Linked DNA regions of Mus musculus: all the other regions are linked to region 1. A link is a contact called in public Hi-C and promoter capture Hi-C data. All regions are on one chromosome and are shown on one strand. The core of a region is the stretch at or near the end of the contact, and the rest is flanking DNA. Distances in the headings are between cores, read along the strand shown. Region 1 holds the start of Nuf2 (NUF2, NDC80 kinetochore complex component). Region 2 has its middle 21 kb from the start of Olfml2b. Region 3 holds the start of Nos1ap (nitric oxide synthase 1 (neuronal) adaptor protein).

Region 1 (4,676 bases), core at 1,036-3,535:
GCTACTATGGAGGTAAAATTCTTTGGTGATGTGAGGGTCATTCAAGTACAACCTTATTACAATGAACTTCGATGTCCAAAAACTGTTCTTATTTTGTGTGTGTACCCCAGTAAGAGTCAAGATTTTCAGCTGTACTAAATAAAAACAAAGACTTCATCTATTTATGATCATTTAAAAAACTAAAAGTGATATATTATTTAAAATATTATTTTAAATATCATACAGTTAATATATTTGGAGTTACTTAAAATTTATATTGAGAAAAACACGTGTATTTTCAGTATTGCTGTAGACAAACATCTACATAAGACTGTTCAATTGATTGTTGTTTTATATCAGACAACTTTGATAATGCTCATTATTTTGTTAAAATTTAAAACATTTTTAAATTTTATAAATTTTAAAGAATATGATAACAAATGAAAGGTATTGAAGGTTTTGAATGGGGGGAGGCTCTCCTGGAGGAGTTGGGGAACAAAAGGGAAAGAAGAATGTGATGTAAGTCTATTTACTCAAAATATGTTTTTAGATGGTAACAAATTCAAATAAATTGAAGTTATATATCTTTTCTATCAAAAAATAGAATATATTAAGTTTTATTCTTTTTTTGTTTCCAGAGTCTCCTTATATATAACTCTGGCTGGTTTGGAACTCACCATGAAGATCAGGCTAATACTATCTAGACCAGGCTTGGCCTCAAACTCGTAGAGATCTGCCTGCCTCTCCCTGTGGAGTACTGACATTAGAGGCAAGCACAACCATGGTTTGAAGAGTACATTACTTTTAAAATTTTTCTGAGAAATCCTTGTCAGCTCCCTTGAAATACTGTTAACACCACGGGCTCTCATAAAGTCAACACTGGAAATTTACTAGAACATAAAATTTGAATTAATAAAAACACTGAGCAAGTATTTTCATGATATTAAATATGTTTGACTGATGATTCAGAATGGTGTTTATATAAACTACATTAAAATAATATAACTTCATGTACACGTTGAGGAAAGTATTTTAAGGGGTTAAAGCACAATGCCAGGTCTGTGGTTCCTTGTATTTATTTAGAGTTCACCACAAACAGCGAATGTTAGGTATTTTACAGTTTCAGACTAGTACTGCATAAAGTATTTCAAATGTATAGCTCAATTTCCAAAATCTTTCCTAAAGATGAACGTGACTGAAGAGGCAAACAGATTAACAAGAATGATTAGAGAGAAATAAAATGCAGACAACTACTTGAATTCAATGCTATTTTTCTTCTTAAGCCAGGACTGTAAACATGTACTTTAAAGCCCATAAATTTAGAAAAAAAAAATTTTTAATCCAGAACATTGTGTCCGATGTTTATCTCTGTAGTTTTGATTACTGGAAAGAAATGGAATGAAATTCTCAGTAATGTTAAAATCAATGCAGCAGCGCCGCCCAGTGAATAAACCGGATATAAAGCTACGTTGCCAGAATTCTCCATGTTAAATTGTACTGTATTTTCAGTGTAGCCATGTTCCATCTACTTATATGAAACTATGTTCTATAATATTGGCTCAAGAATATAACAATTAAAATCTTACCTATTTATTAAAAAAATCAAGTAGTAAAGGTACTCAAAGGATATTAAAACACCCGTGAATAGAGAGTTCTGTATATTCTTTGTTACCTGTAATGTCAGTAAGCCACAGAAATGGCTCACCGATGAGATGAACTAGTGGTTTTGCTCATGTTTGGCAAGTGTAGAATCATATTCCAGTACGTTTATGCTTCTAGATTTATTATCCTATATTGAGTCCTCAAAGTGAGTAAATTAAAGATTTAAATTGGACGTCCTTAACAATGTCTATCCATCCATTCGCTGCCCCGCCCTCAAGCTTTCATGGACCTAAGGAGAAATGATGTGTACAAATATCCAGTGAGGTCAAAATTTGACCCCATCAATGCTTATCAAACAGTAAGACTGTTACTACTACTCCTGGATTCTCTATAATGCCTTTGATTAATTTGGGAACAACACATCCTCTATTGCCTGTTACTCTCTGAGCCTAAGAGAAGGGGCTAGAAACCGTCTGTCTGCCTGCTCGCTATCAGGTACGCTGAAGGCAAAGTTCCAGTCTGGGACAACCCGGTAAACACATCCCGGAACTCCTCCCCCTAACTGCTGCGCTTCCTGGTCTGGCGGAATCGCGGTTCCGGCTAGAAACTATAACCCTGAAGAATGATTCCGCTGATCTGGAGCCTGGCTCGCTGCGCAACTCGTCAAGTCCCACCCACCGTGGGTCTTCTGAGCCTTCTCGGCATCCGTCGCGAAGGAAGCGCGCTGTGCGGAAAGGGGCCGGCCTCACAAAAAAAGGCGGCCGGTTTGAAAAATGACAACGGTCAGCGGCTTTCGGTTGGACGCTCGGTTTTTAACTGTTTTTCCGTGAGCTGCTAGGCCTCCAGGTGAGTTTGAGCGGGTGAGCGTTGGAGGGCCGGGTGCAAGGCCAAGGATCGGGGCATCTGGGTTTACTAACTTGTGTGTTGATTTGACAGGCTCATCTATCCCAGGTTGGTCTCGAACCCCTATATTCCTGAGACTAGCCTTTTTTTATTTATTTATTTAACTTTATTTGTAATTCAATTTTTTTACACTTCATATTCCATTCCCCGCCCCTCCCCATCCACCCTCCGACTGATCCACATCCCAAACTCCTCCCCTCCCCACCCTGTCTCCACATGGATGCCCCCACCCCACCTGATCTCTAAACTCCCTGGGGCCTCCACTCTCTTGAGGGTTAGGTGTATCATCTCTGAATGAACACAGACCCGGCAGTCCTCTATGTGTGTTGGGGGCCTCATATCTGCTGGTGTATGCTGTCTGTTTGGTGGTCCAGTGTTTGAGAGATCTCAGGGATCCAGATTAATTGAGATTGCTAGTCCCCTTACAGGATCGTCCTCCTCAGCTTCTTTCAGCCATCCCTAATTCAACAACAGGGATCAGCTGCTTCTGTCCATTGGTTGGGTGCAAATATCTGCATCTGACTCTTTCAGCTGCTTGTTGGGTCTTTCGGAGGGCAGTCATGTTAGATCCCTTTTTGTGAGCGCTTCATAGCCTCAGTAGTAGTGTCAGGCCTTGGGACTGCCCCTTGAGCTGGATCCCACTTTGGGCCTGTCACTGGACCTTCTTTTTCACAGGCTCCTCTCCATTTCCATCCCTGGAATTCTTTCAGAGAGAAACAATTATGGGTCAGAGGTGTGACAGTGGGATGGCAACCCCATCCCTCACTTGATGTCCTGTCTTTCTGCTGGAGGTGGGCTCTATAAGTTCCCTCTCCCTACTGCCGGGCATTTCATCAAAGGTCCCTTCCTATGAGTCCTGGGAGTCTCTCACCTCCCATCTCTCAAGTGCTGACTTTACGGGCATGAGCCACAAGAATGGCGTCAGTGTGACTTGTTTGAATGCTTGCCAATTTTTTATGTATCTCCATTGCGCCACCATCTCTGGATTAAACCAAGAACCATTTATCAAAAGGCGAAAATATCATAATCCAAAAGTCAGGGAGCTGAATGTACCTGGATCTACGTGGGTGTAACACAAAGCCTTCCCCGTATTTTCCAGGAATGCTTTATCTAGTTCCTCAGAATTGGGAGTTGCTTGCTTAAGTTTGCATTGCAAAGCCAGTTGTATATAATGTAAGTTATGTTGTGCTTAGCACTGAAGTGTTACATATAACGGAGAAATGGGAGCTCCTAGAGGTAATTGTCCTATTTGAACTAAAATGTCAGAGAGCTGTTTTACTGTATATAAAGTATATAGTATCTTTATAGTTAGATGGCCTCTTTCTCTGTATACGCAACACACACACACACACACACACACACAGGAGTTGGAACTGAAATTGCACTATTAAAATGAACACAATTTGCTTCTGAGAAGAGAGCATTATTACTTCTAAGTGCAGTTGTGAGCCTCTGGGTAGCTTTACGTTGGGAAATTGATCCTCAGAAATTCTCAGGCAGGTGTAACACAACATTGGACACTTAGGAGAAGACTTGGAAGGCATTAACTTGGACCAGAAAGAGCATGAGATTATTAAAGGCTTTGGCAACTTCAGTGGGAAAGGCTGGGATTTGTGTGGTAGGTAAGCCCTTTGTACGTTTGTAAGGGTTTGATGGTTTATAAGAATTACCCTGACAGTAGTGTATATCACATCAGCAGAGAGGGGTGTGTGATTATGATTTTATACCCACGTTTTCTGTTATTAATCTATCTCTAATCTAGGTGTGGCTTGTTTTTTTTCTCAAGTAACCCCTTATGTTCTTATAAACAATTTCAAAAACTGAGATGCAGATGAAAAATATTGAATGCTTAATTCAATTTTTTTGCCTCTGAAAGCTTGATGGTTTCAATTGAAGAAATAAACTGACCTCAGGATACGGAACAGAAAAGCCCAGAATCTGATATGTGCCTGAACCCAAAGGAGGACTTGCTACTCGAGCGCAGAAAGAGATTAGTGAGGGGCATGAACTTCTGTAGGGAAAGAGGGTGACTGGAGAGTTACAGCTGTGGCTAGAGGGGATACACAGTAAACGGAGGCTGCCTTGCCATACTGATGGAGTCTCTCATGTCATTGTCCTGATTGTCCTGTAGTGACCTGTACCTGGGCAGGGATCAGAAATGGCTTTTTTTTTTTTTTTTTTTTTTTTTGGTT
Region 2 (4,676 bases), core at 1,017-3,516, 1.1 Mb before region 1:
AAGAATATACCTTCTTCTCAGCACCTCATGGTACCTTCTTCATGGTATTAAATTGACCATATAATCGGTCACAAAACAGGCCTTAACAGATACAAGAAGATTGAAATAATCCCATGCACCCTATCAGATCACCTTGGACTAAGGTAGTTCTTAAATACCAACAAAAACAGTGGAAAGCACACATACACATGGAAGCTTAACAACGCTCTTACTCAATGACAACTTGGTCAAGGAAGAAATAAAGAAATAAATTAAAGGCTTTTTAGAATTTAATGAAAACGAAGATACATCATACCAAAACTTATGGGACACAATGAAAGCAGTGGTAAGAGGAAAACTCATAGCTCTGAGTGCCTCCAAAAAGAAACTGGAGAGAGCATACACTAGCAGCTTGACAGCACATCTGAAAGCTCTAGAACAAAAAGAAGCAAATACACCCAAGAAGAGTAGAAGGCAGGAAATAATCAAACTCAGGGCTGAAATCAACCAAGTAGAAACAAAAAGAACTATACAAAGAATCTATAAAACCAGGAGCTGGTTCTTTGAGAAAATCAACAAGATAGATAAACCCTTAGCCAGACTAACCAGAGGGCTCAGAGACAGAAAATTAATTAAATCAAATTAATAAAATCAGAAATGAAAAAGAAATATATGTTAAAATAATTATTCTGTTTGTTGAATATTAACAGTTGAAAATATTGAAATCATGTTCTACAAACATCATGGAAATATTATTGATAATTTTTGTCACTGTGCTTGAAATTAGCATTTTCTTAATGTTTAACTTCAAAGAGTTTTTGCTATTTTGAAATTTTAAAATATACTTACTGATAAAATAATTTCTCTCCTAGAAACACTGATAATCTTTTTTAAGTAAACTGATTATTAGACAATGTACACAGGTATATAATGTGTTTTAAACACTCGCTCACTATGTCAGGTGGTATCATATAAGGGCTTTTGAATATATTTCTTAATGTTTCATTTTTAATATTTTATGCTCTTTTACTATGTTAAATTCCCAAGGAATATTTTGTATGTTTTGAAACAAATTAGATAATGTTTTCAACATTAGATATAGGATCCTCAGTTATGGAGAGTGTTAAATGTTCATTAATGATATTTTTAGGGTATGAAAGGATATGAATATAAAAGTTGAACAAATCTTTTATGTATTACTTGATTCTCAAAATACTCAATATTATTAATATGATTGATGTATAAAATGCATTTAAATAATAAAAAAATTTAGGAAAAAACAAAAACAAAACAACAAAAAAAGATTATAGAACTAAAGGCCTTGAACTAGATTTGTATGCAAACTCTGAGTAAATTACGGGACACTGGTTGATGTCATAATTGGCTGGTGGTGAGAGAGACAAGAAATGCTGCCCCTGAGGGAAACTGTCTTAATGGTCACCATAAAAAGCTAAATAAAACAGCCTCAAGCAGATTGAGCTGATATACAAAGAATTTAGCTACCCTGGAAAGGATAATTAAGGTGATGCAGTTCTTTCATGCAAGCACTTGGGAGGCAGAGTCAGGCAGATCTCTGTGAGTTCAAGGCCAGCCTGGTCTACATAGTGAGTTTCAGGCCAGTGGGGGCTACAAAGTAAGATCCTGTCTCAAAAACAAAGCAAAGTTTAGACTATTGCTAGAGGAAGCTATTGGCATACTCTCACAATGTAGTATTCTGAATGTTCCACATCTAACAAAAATATTACTAAACACAGAGAGGAGGGTGGAGGAAGAGGGAGGGGGAGAGAGAGAGAATATCTATGATTCATCATCAAAAGGAGCATTAGTCTGAGATGTGGTGGCCAAACCTCTAATCCCAGAACTTGGGAGTTTGAGGCCACCCTGAGCTACAGAATAAGACCTTGTCTCAAAAGTAAAAAACAAACAACGCAAAGCCAGTCAATAGAGATGAAATCAGGTAATCAGAAAAAAAAAAGTAGATAGTGTAGCATTTAACAATGAAGGAAACCTTAAAATTTTAGTGTAGGGGCTGGAATATGGCTGAATTGGCAGCACATGCTATGCTTAAAAAGGCTCTAGGTTCAATGCCCCAGTACTGAGGTGGGGAGTGAGAAGGGGCTGGACCACCAGGAAGGTCATTGCTTTGGTCTGAGCTTCTAAATGTGGCTCCAACATCCAGGGTAAAAGTGAAGATGTAACAGCTCACGTCACACTCAGCTGTATGTCTGAGCAACACAAGAAGTCAGGGTCAGAGCGATAACAACTCCATTTCCCAAACAGGGCAGTTGCCGTTGGCAAGATAAGAGAGTGTTTCTGACGCAAGCCATCTAACCAGGCAGCTATTTTTAGTGCATGCGTGCATGTGTGCATGTGTTGTCTGCCTGTCCTCTCTCTCTCTCTCTCTCTCTCTCTCTCTCTCTCTCTCTCTCTCTCTCTCTCTCTCCATTAATATACTTACCTCTGTTTTAAAAAATGAAAGTTATCTGACTCCAGAGGGGAAAAAATAAGGCCTTTAAATATATGTAATTTTGTTCTCTTACAGATGGAAACTTAGTAATTTTTTTTTTCATTTTTAAATGTTGTTCTTTAGGCTCTAGTGATATAATAATTCTACTTTTTTTCCTTCCCCTCAGGAGTCAGGTAACTTCCTTTTTTTTTTTATGAACAACATTTAAAAATGAAAAAGAAATAACTAAGCAACATTCTAGGTACTATAGACAAAATGGCGAATAAACTTAAAAATGCAGCAATAAAGACTGTCTAAAATCTCTGTCAGAGGAAGAACTTGGGGTTCAGGAAGGGCAACAAAATAACCAATGAATTTTCCCAAACACTGCGAGCCCCAGGATAATAGCCAGGAGCCAAGCATACCCTGAGCTGGAGCCACATGCTGTGGAGGAGAAGTATCTCAGATAACTGAAAATTCTCCATGTGGATGAAAACCATAAAACTAATGATCTGAGATGCTGAATGAAGTCCCAGCAGAGGAACACATACATATGCACACCAGACAAAAGAATGTGATAACTACATCAGAGAATAGTAAACAGAAAATCTTGAAAGTAACAACCAGAAAAAAGACACTGCAGCGATACAAAGTTGGGTTGTTTTTGTTTTTGTTTTTGAGATACTGTCTTATGTGTCCCAGGCTGGCCTTGAATTCTCTTTGTGGTTGAAGGTGATCATGAACTTCCAATCTACCTCCCAACTGCTAAACTAACAGGCATGAAACCCTTCTTGCTTTAAGGTTGAAAGATCCAAATTGCTGCTCATGGTGTCTCACACTTGTAATCCCAGCATTCAGGAGGTTGAGGCAGCAGGATTGCTATGAGCTTGAGCTTAGCCTGGGCTACATAGTGAGACTCTACGACAAAAAAATAAAATCATAAGAGCTGAAAGAAAAGGAAATTTTGCTGGCATTTGATTTCACCAGAATTTTTAATCTTAGTATTTTCATTCTGAAAATATCCCAAAGGTCATGTGTAAGATATTCTGAAGTGTGTAAGGCTTCTGTGGTTTTAGGGTTCACACTCACATTAGCACTTACAATTGTGAGAGTCCTGGTGATAAGCTAAATGATAGTGCTTGATTCTATGTTATCTTTTGTAATAGTGCTTTATCTGGGGATCCAGCCTAGGGGTTTGTAAGTGTTAGGCAAGCACTCTACTCACTGAAATATGTAGAGGAATTTAATCCAGCAACATGGCTCCTCTGGCAAGGAATTGCATCCAAAGACATTCTAGGTCTGTATGATCCATACAGACACATCACTCACCTTTAATTCCACATGCCCTTAATACTCACCTTTAATCCTAAAAAGTGTAGGTAAGGTTAGTTTGTAGAAGGAAGCAGCCATGTTCGAAAGTGACATATAATTGAAGGACAGACAAAGTGCTGAATCAGAGAGAGATTTGACAGAATGAATCAGAGATTGGATTCTTCCAACTCTCCCGAGAACAGGCAGGAAAGAGAGGCTACTTAAGAGCAGCACAGAGTTAGTCAGGGATTGAGGGAAGTCCGGTGAGTGCAGTTCAGTTGAGTTCAGTTCAGTGCAGTTTGGTACACTTTGGTTGAATGCACTGTGCAGTTCTGTTCAGTTCCTGCAGTCAGTGCAGACAGCACATTTCAGTTTGTGGAATCCAGAGGCAGTTTTTCCAAGCAGAGCAATTCAGGGGAAAGCTGAGAGAAGCCAGTCTGAATCAGTCAGCTTGGAGAGGAGTTCTGAGCCAGAACAGCTGAACTGAATCAGCCAGCCAGAGTTCAGAAAGAGCAAGAAAGGGTAAGTTTATTCAGCACTAAGCCTCTAAGATGACAGTTATATCTGGCCAATAAAAGTTACATTTACAGAGCTACATCCTCAGCCCCCAACCAAGTTGCCTCCAGCTTCTGATAATAAACAATACAAGCTAGGAGATGATATAATACATGACTTAAGGTATAAAAATCTGTATTCCAATCTAAAATTCTGTACTGGCAAGGACAAGAGTGAGAAAGACAGGGTCTCTTTGTCTCTCCCTCTCCCTCCCCCTCTCCCTCCCCCTCTCCCTCCCTCTCCCTCCCCCTCTCCCTCCCTCTCCCTCCCCCTCTCCCTCCCCCTTCCCCCTCTCCCTCTCCCTCTCCCTCTCCATCTCCCTCTCCCCCTCTCTCTCTCACAAACACGCACACACAAAGAGAGGGGGTGGGGAGCAATGACTAAC
Region 3 (4,676 bases), core at 810-3,309, 1.1 Mb before region 1:
GAGATCCATTTGTCCCAGAGAGACAAAGGACAAGAGATAAGAGACAAAGACAGGGGATAGAGGATGAGGAGAAAGGGGACGGAACCATGGGGAAGGGGAGGGAGGAAAAGGAGGGGTACTTATTTTGGGGAGAAAAAGAACTGCCTCTGGATAGAGAGGAGACAGATGTGTCATAAAGGCAAATGTGGTTTATTAAGGTAGAAGGGGAAATGCTGTGTAAGGATGAGGTTTTTAATTTTGATTGGGCATGTTAATTAGCTGAGTCAAAGGGGGCTTTTGATTGTTGGACTTCAATACATTGATTGACAGTTGGACCTTGGTAGTCAGCATCAGGAGGAAAAAGTGACCAAATAAGGGAATAGACCTTGATGGATAGTGTTAGGAATGTAAGCTAATGTTTTTAGCAAGGTGGAGGGAATGAAGAAGGGTAAAGCCAGCCAGAGCCATGTTTGTTATACGTGGGCTGGCAGAGTCTCTTCTAACAATATCAGCAGTCACAACAGATTTATACAACAAAAGTTGCTAATTTTTGTCTCGGGGATCTCAGCTTTGACACTAGCTGGGCTAGCTGCTATTGGGGTGTCTGGAGCTCTATGAAGAGGTAGAGTACAGCTACCTCTGTATCTGAATGTTGTGTGACAAACCTTTCTTGGGAAGACAGCAAACATCTATTCATCCCAGTAGGAAACTCACTGCAGACCAAAGTACGGATACCACCAAAGTTCCACTTGGTTATGGGTTTTACTGCAGTTACTTACAGGACAATGGGTGAGAGGCTACCTACAGGACCAGAAATGTCTCAAAGACAGCTGCATCATCAAGGCCCAGACCAGTATTGGTGACAGCGCACAAAAGCTGGGGACCTGGAGTACACTTCGAAGCCCACAGGCAGCTCAACAGGTTGGAGAGTGTCCTTTCCAAGTGACTCTGATCTGATCTAAACCTCTTCCTGGCAGCTTAGCTGGTTTCTGCTGCTTCTAGGTCTGGTCTGAGTCTTTGCAGTTTATCTCCTCCGAGAGACTGCTTTTGCAGCTCAGCTTCAAGTTACTTGAGCCTCTCTGATTTTCTTGTTTATACTCTGGCAGGGAGGGGCCTGGTGGATCTGGCCAGTTTCAGGGACTTCCTGAAACTTCTTGGAGTTGTTTACCTTCCAGTTTAAAGACCTTCCCTGCTGGACGCTGGACAGAATGTTTCAATTTCAAAGGAAACTGTTACACAACCCTGTATCTATGAGGTTTACACACTCAGGTCTCAAATCCTGCTTTGGCACGTTCCTTCTTGCTTCAATAAGAAGCCTCACAGAATTCTGGAAACGTTCTCTTTCTTCCTTTTCTTTTCTTTTCTTTTCTTTTCTTTTCTTTTCTTTTCTTTTCTTTTCTTTTCTTTTCTTTTCTTTTCTTTTCTTTTCTTTTCTTTTCTTTTCTTTTCTTTTCTTTTCTTTTCTTTTCTTTTCCTTCCTATTTCTTTTCTCCTTTCTTTCTTATCACCAGCCAGTTAAAAAACTTTAATAAATGACATAAGAACATTCTGCAATTTCTTGTCCCTAGTGCAGCCTACTCCAGTTCTACGAGGCTGACGACTTTTATATATTTAAATTCTTCGCAAAGAAACCCTGCTGAGCCCCCAAATGCAAGCCACACACCCAAAGGGACAAAAAGCACTGGAGACAGCCCTCTTATTTGGTTTTCGCCTTGATTCTGAGGAGAAGCGGGGATCTCTGAATTAATGCTGTCCAGACCGAGGGTATCTGGGATAGATCTCTGGCCTTCTTGGGAAAACAAAACCCAATATTAACACCGCTTCTCTCGGGCTCCCCAAACAAAACCAAAACAAACACACACATGCAAGGCGATGCCGTTTCGCCACTACTAGTTAAGCGGACTGCGCCTGGATCGCCACGCTCCTGCGGTCTGGCCAGGGCGAAGTTCCCGGGTCTCGGCTCAGCGCTGCGGGGACTTTCACCTGCTGGGCGCGCGCGGGGCGCGGGGCGCGGGGCGGACCCGGCGGCGGCGGGCGGGGCTCTAGCGCGCGGGAGGAGTCGGTCCAGGCCCGCCCCGCAGGAGGAGCCGCGGGCTGGCAGCCGATCCGGCGTCTCCGTGACAGGCACCCTGCTCCGCCGCCACCGCCACCACCGCCGCCGCTGCCTTTCTTCCTCGTCCCGGGCCGTGCGCGCCGAGCTCGGGATCGGACTCCCGGTCTAGTCCCGCTTCTGGCCGTGCGCCCTTCGCTCGGCGTCCCGGTCCGGGGCTCCGCGCCGCTCGCTCCCGCCTGCCCGGCCGCCTGGCCGCCTCCCCGTAGTCAGAGCGCGGCCACCGAGCTGCTCGCGCCAGCCGCATCCGCGCCGCCCCTGCCGCTCGGCCCTCGGGAGGCTCGGCTCCCGGTTCACCCCTGCCACCTCCTGGCACCCAGGCTGCCCACCTCACGACCCGGGTCCTCGCCGCCGCCTCGCCCGGCCCCACTGTTCTCTGCACAGGGTCTCGCCAGCTCTTTCTCGTCGCCGCCACCGCCGCCCCCTTGGAGCAGCGGGTCCGCCGCGGGTCACCATGCCCAGCAAAACCAAGTACAACCTTGTGGACGATGGGCACGATCTACGGATCCCTTTGCACAACGAGGACGCCTTCCAGCACGGCATCTCTTTTGAGGCCAAGGTGAGGGGCCACCGGGAGGGCAGTGCCCTGAGAGGGCAGGTCTGGGGGAATGGGGTGCCAGCGGTCCTGGACTCAGAGCAGGTGGGCTAGGCCTTTCTCAGCTCTTGCCCAGAACAGCTAAAAATGAGCACCTGCAAAGTTTGAGGTGTACTGCCTCTTCCCCGTCTCCTACCTGCAGACACCCCATCCTCGCCCGCCAAGGCTGGATTGAGTTACTTCCCGGAGAAGGCTGAGCAGCGCAGCCTGCATGTCTGGCTCTTTAGAAAGCTTTAAGGAAGCGCTGGTGTTATTTACCTGCTGGCCTCCCATGAGAGAGGTGCTTTTGGAGGTGTTTTAAAAGGAGAATGCTTGTTTCCTGACCGGTTTTTAAAAAAGTTATATATATATGTGTATATTTCACACACACACACACACACACACACACACACACACACACACACACACACACACTCATTCCAAGTAGTTGAGTGTAGGTGTTAAAAGTTACTTCCCAAATGTCTGCTTTTGGACACTTTAGCATGTGTCAGTCATTGGTGTAGTAGTGGGGTGAAACCTGTTTTCTAGTTTTGTGGTGCACTGTTAAATCTCAGCAGTTGCTGATGAAGAATTTAGCCCAGACTGGAATTTGCAGGGTCAAGGCCAAAGCCACCCTTGGGGGAGGGGTGGAGTGGAAACCTCGCTGGACCAGTGGTTGTGTATAAGACAGGCAACCCGGTGACCTGACCATGAGGCACCTCTCTGTGTAAGGAGTTCTGGCTTCTAAGACTGCAGTGGAGTTTCCCGGAATGGTGCTTTTCAGTGGAAAAGGCTTCTGCTCGTGACTGATGCCCAGTCCTACCTATAACTTAAGGAAAGAAACGCGCAGGGATGCTCAGCATGCACAGTGTGCTTGTTACTGAGTGGAATTTAAGCGAGCTCTGTATAGATTGGGTTTTGAGAACAAGACTTTTGACAAAAGGCAGACTTGCTCCGTTCTCTTTTCTGCAGTGACCCGCAGGTTAGCCTGTTGTGCAAGGACTGCCGTCAGGTGTCAATTTCCTTTAGTTTGCAAAACATCATTGGAGTGTCAGATGCCCAGAGGTCATTTATCTTTACAGTTCCTCCCCTTTTCTCATGCAGATGGATGAATTGGTGACTCATATCCCCCCCAAACCCCAACTTTTCTCAGTCATATCTTCTAGAATTAGAGTTACCTCTTCACCCTATTGATGTCAAACTCTCCCTCGGAATACAGAGCTGGATTGCTGAGTAAAGGGGATCTGTCAGCCAAGATCCTATCTCACGTCTCTATCTCGGAATAGATCTGGTTGGCCTAAGATATGGGGTGTTTGGGCTCCTGTATGTCAGGGCCTATGGATTTGGTAAGCAGTTTCTTAAAAGTATAATGTTTTTTATTATGGTTAAGATTTAATTTTCTTGGTTATGCATACACTAAGAAATTGGCATTGTCTTGCTTGGTTAATCACAGTGTTCTATTAAAATATATATTTTTATTATTTTAAATTGTGTGTCCGTGTGTGTGGTTATGTGCATGTGAATGAAGGTCCCCTGGAGCCCCCTGGAGTCTCCTGGAGTCCCCTGGAGCTGGAGTAACAGATATTTCTGAGCTTCTGAACTCTTTGAAGTAGGTTCTGGGAACTGAACTCAGATCTGCTGTAAGAGCAGTGTGTGTGTTCTCAGCCACTCACTGAACCATCTCTCCAGCCTCATCAGAGCCTTTTCTTTTTAGAGAACTAGTGGGGGAAAGACTAGGACGATTTAAAGTTTTTTTTAATTTTTATTTCTTTATCTTTTATTCTTTTCTCATGGGCCTCTGCATTTGGTTCCAGATAGGTGTCAAAAATCTAATGTGTGCACATACAAATTGCAAGAAAAGTCCAATTCTTAGTATAATCCGCAGTTGGAATGCTGAGGCAGGGGGACTACCATGAGTTGGTAGCTTGCCTAGGATACATTGTCCTAGCTGAGAAAACCAACCACCCAGCCAACCAAAGAATAGTTTTAGACAAAATAGTCCAATTCCTCTAT

The links. Promoter capture Hi-C pulls out the DNA fragments that hold promoters and counts their contacts. Hi-C and Micro-C count contacts between places; a contact is called where the count stands out from the background.
Region 2: a contact with region 1 is called in a Hi-C map of erythroblasts, with 5 times the contacts expected there. The contact joins the enhancer-like site here to the promoter of Nuf2 in region 1. A contact is called at or near these places in 11 of 39 promoter capture datasets (the 3T3-L1 cell line, 3T3-L1-derived adipocytes, the C10 cell line and 6 more), 4 of 484 Hi-C or Micro-C datasets (the G1E-ER4 cell line, erythroblasts and nephron progenitors) and 1 of 115 datasets of contacts at active chromatin or transcription factors (large pre-B cells).
Region 3: a contact with region 1 is called in a promoter capture Hi-C map of second pharyngeal arch cranial neural crest. The contact joins the promoter of Nos1ap here to the promoter of Nuf2 in region 1. A contact is called at or near these places in 3 of 39 promoter capture datasets (cranial neural crest, hippocampal neurons and second pharyngeal arch cranial neural crest) and 1 of 115 datasets of contacts at active chromatin or transcription factors (large pre-B cells).

What each region holds. Positions count from the first base shown.
Region 1 is chr1:169,529,073-169,533,748 of GRCm38.p6, reverse strand. It overlaps Nuf2 (NUF2, NDC80 kinetochore complex component), which reads left to right and starts at 2,285. Exons shown (of 15, transcript NM_001355159.1): 1 at 2,285-2,427. Gm34624 (a long non-coding RNA gene) reads right to left here and starts at 2,172. Exons shown (of 3, transcript XR_373698.2): 1 at 1,652-2,172.
Region 2 is chr1:170,620,736-170,625,411 of GRCm38.p6, reverse strand. No RefSeq gene overlaps it. Among named protein-coding and RNA genes, the nearest start is that of Olfml2b, 21 kb to the left of the region's middle. Within about 2 kb of position 2,266, at least 45 of the 459 cell types and tissues checked have an H3K27ac peak or open chromatin away from gene starts, as enhancers often do. A contact at or near this core is called in the G1E-ER4 cell line and erythroblasts, where this site is marked.
Region 3 is chr1:170,587,232-170,591,907 of GRCm38.p6, reverse strand. It overlaps Nos1ap (nitric oxide synthase 1 (neuronal) adaptor protein), which reads left to right and starts at 2,059. Exons shown (of 10, transcript NM_001109985.2): 1 at 2,059-2,648. The coding sequence starts at 2,544.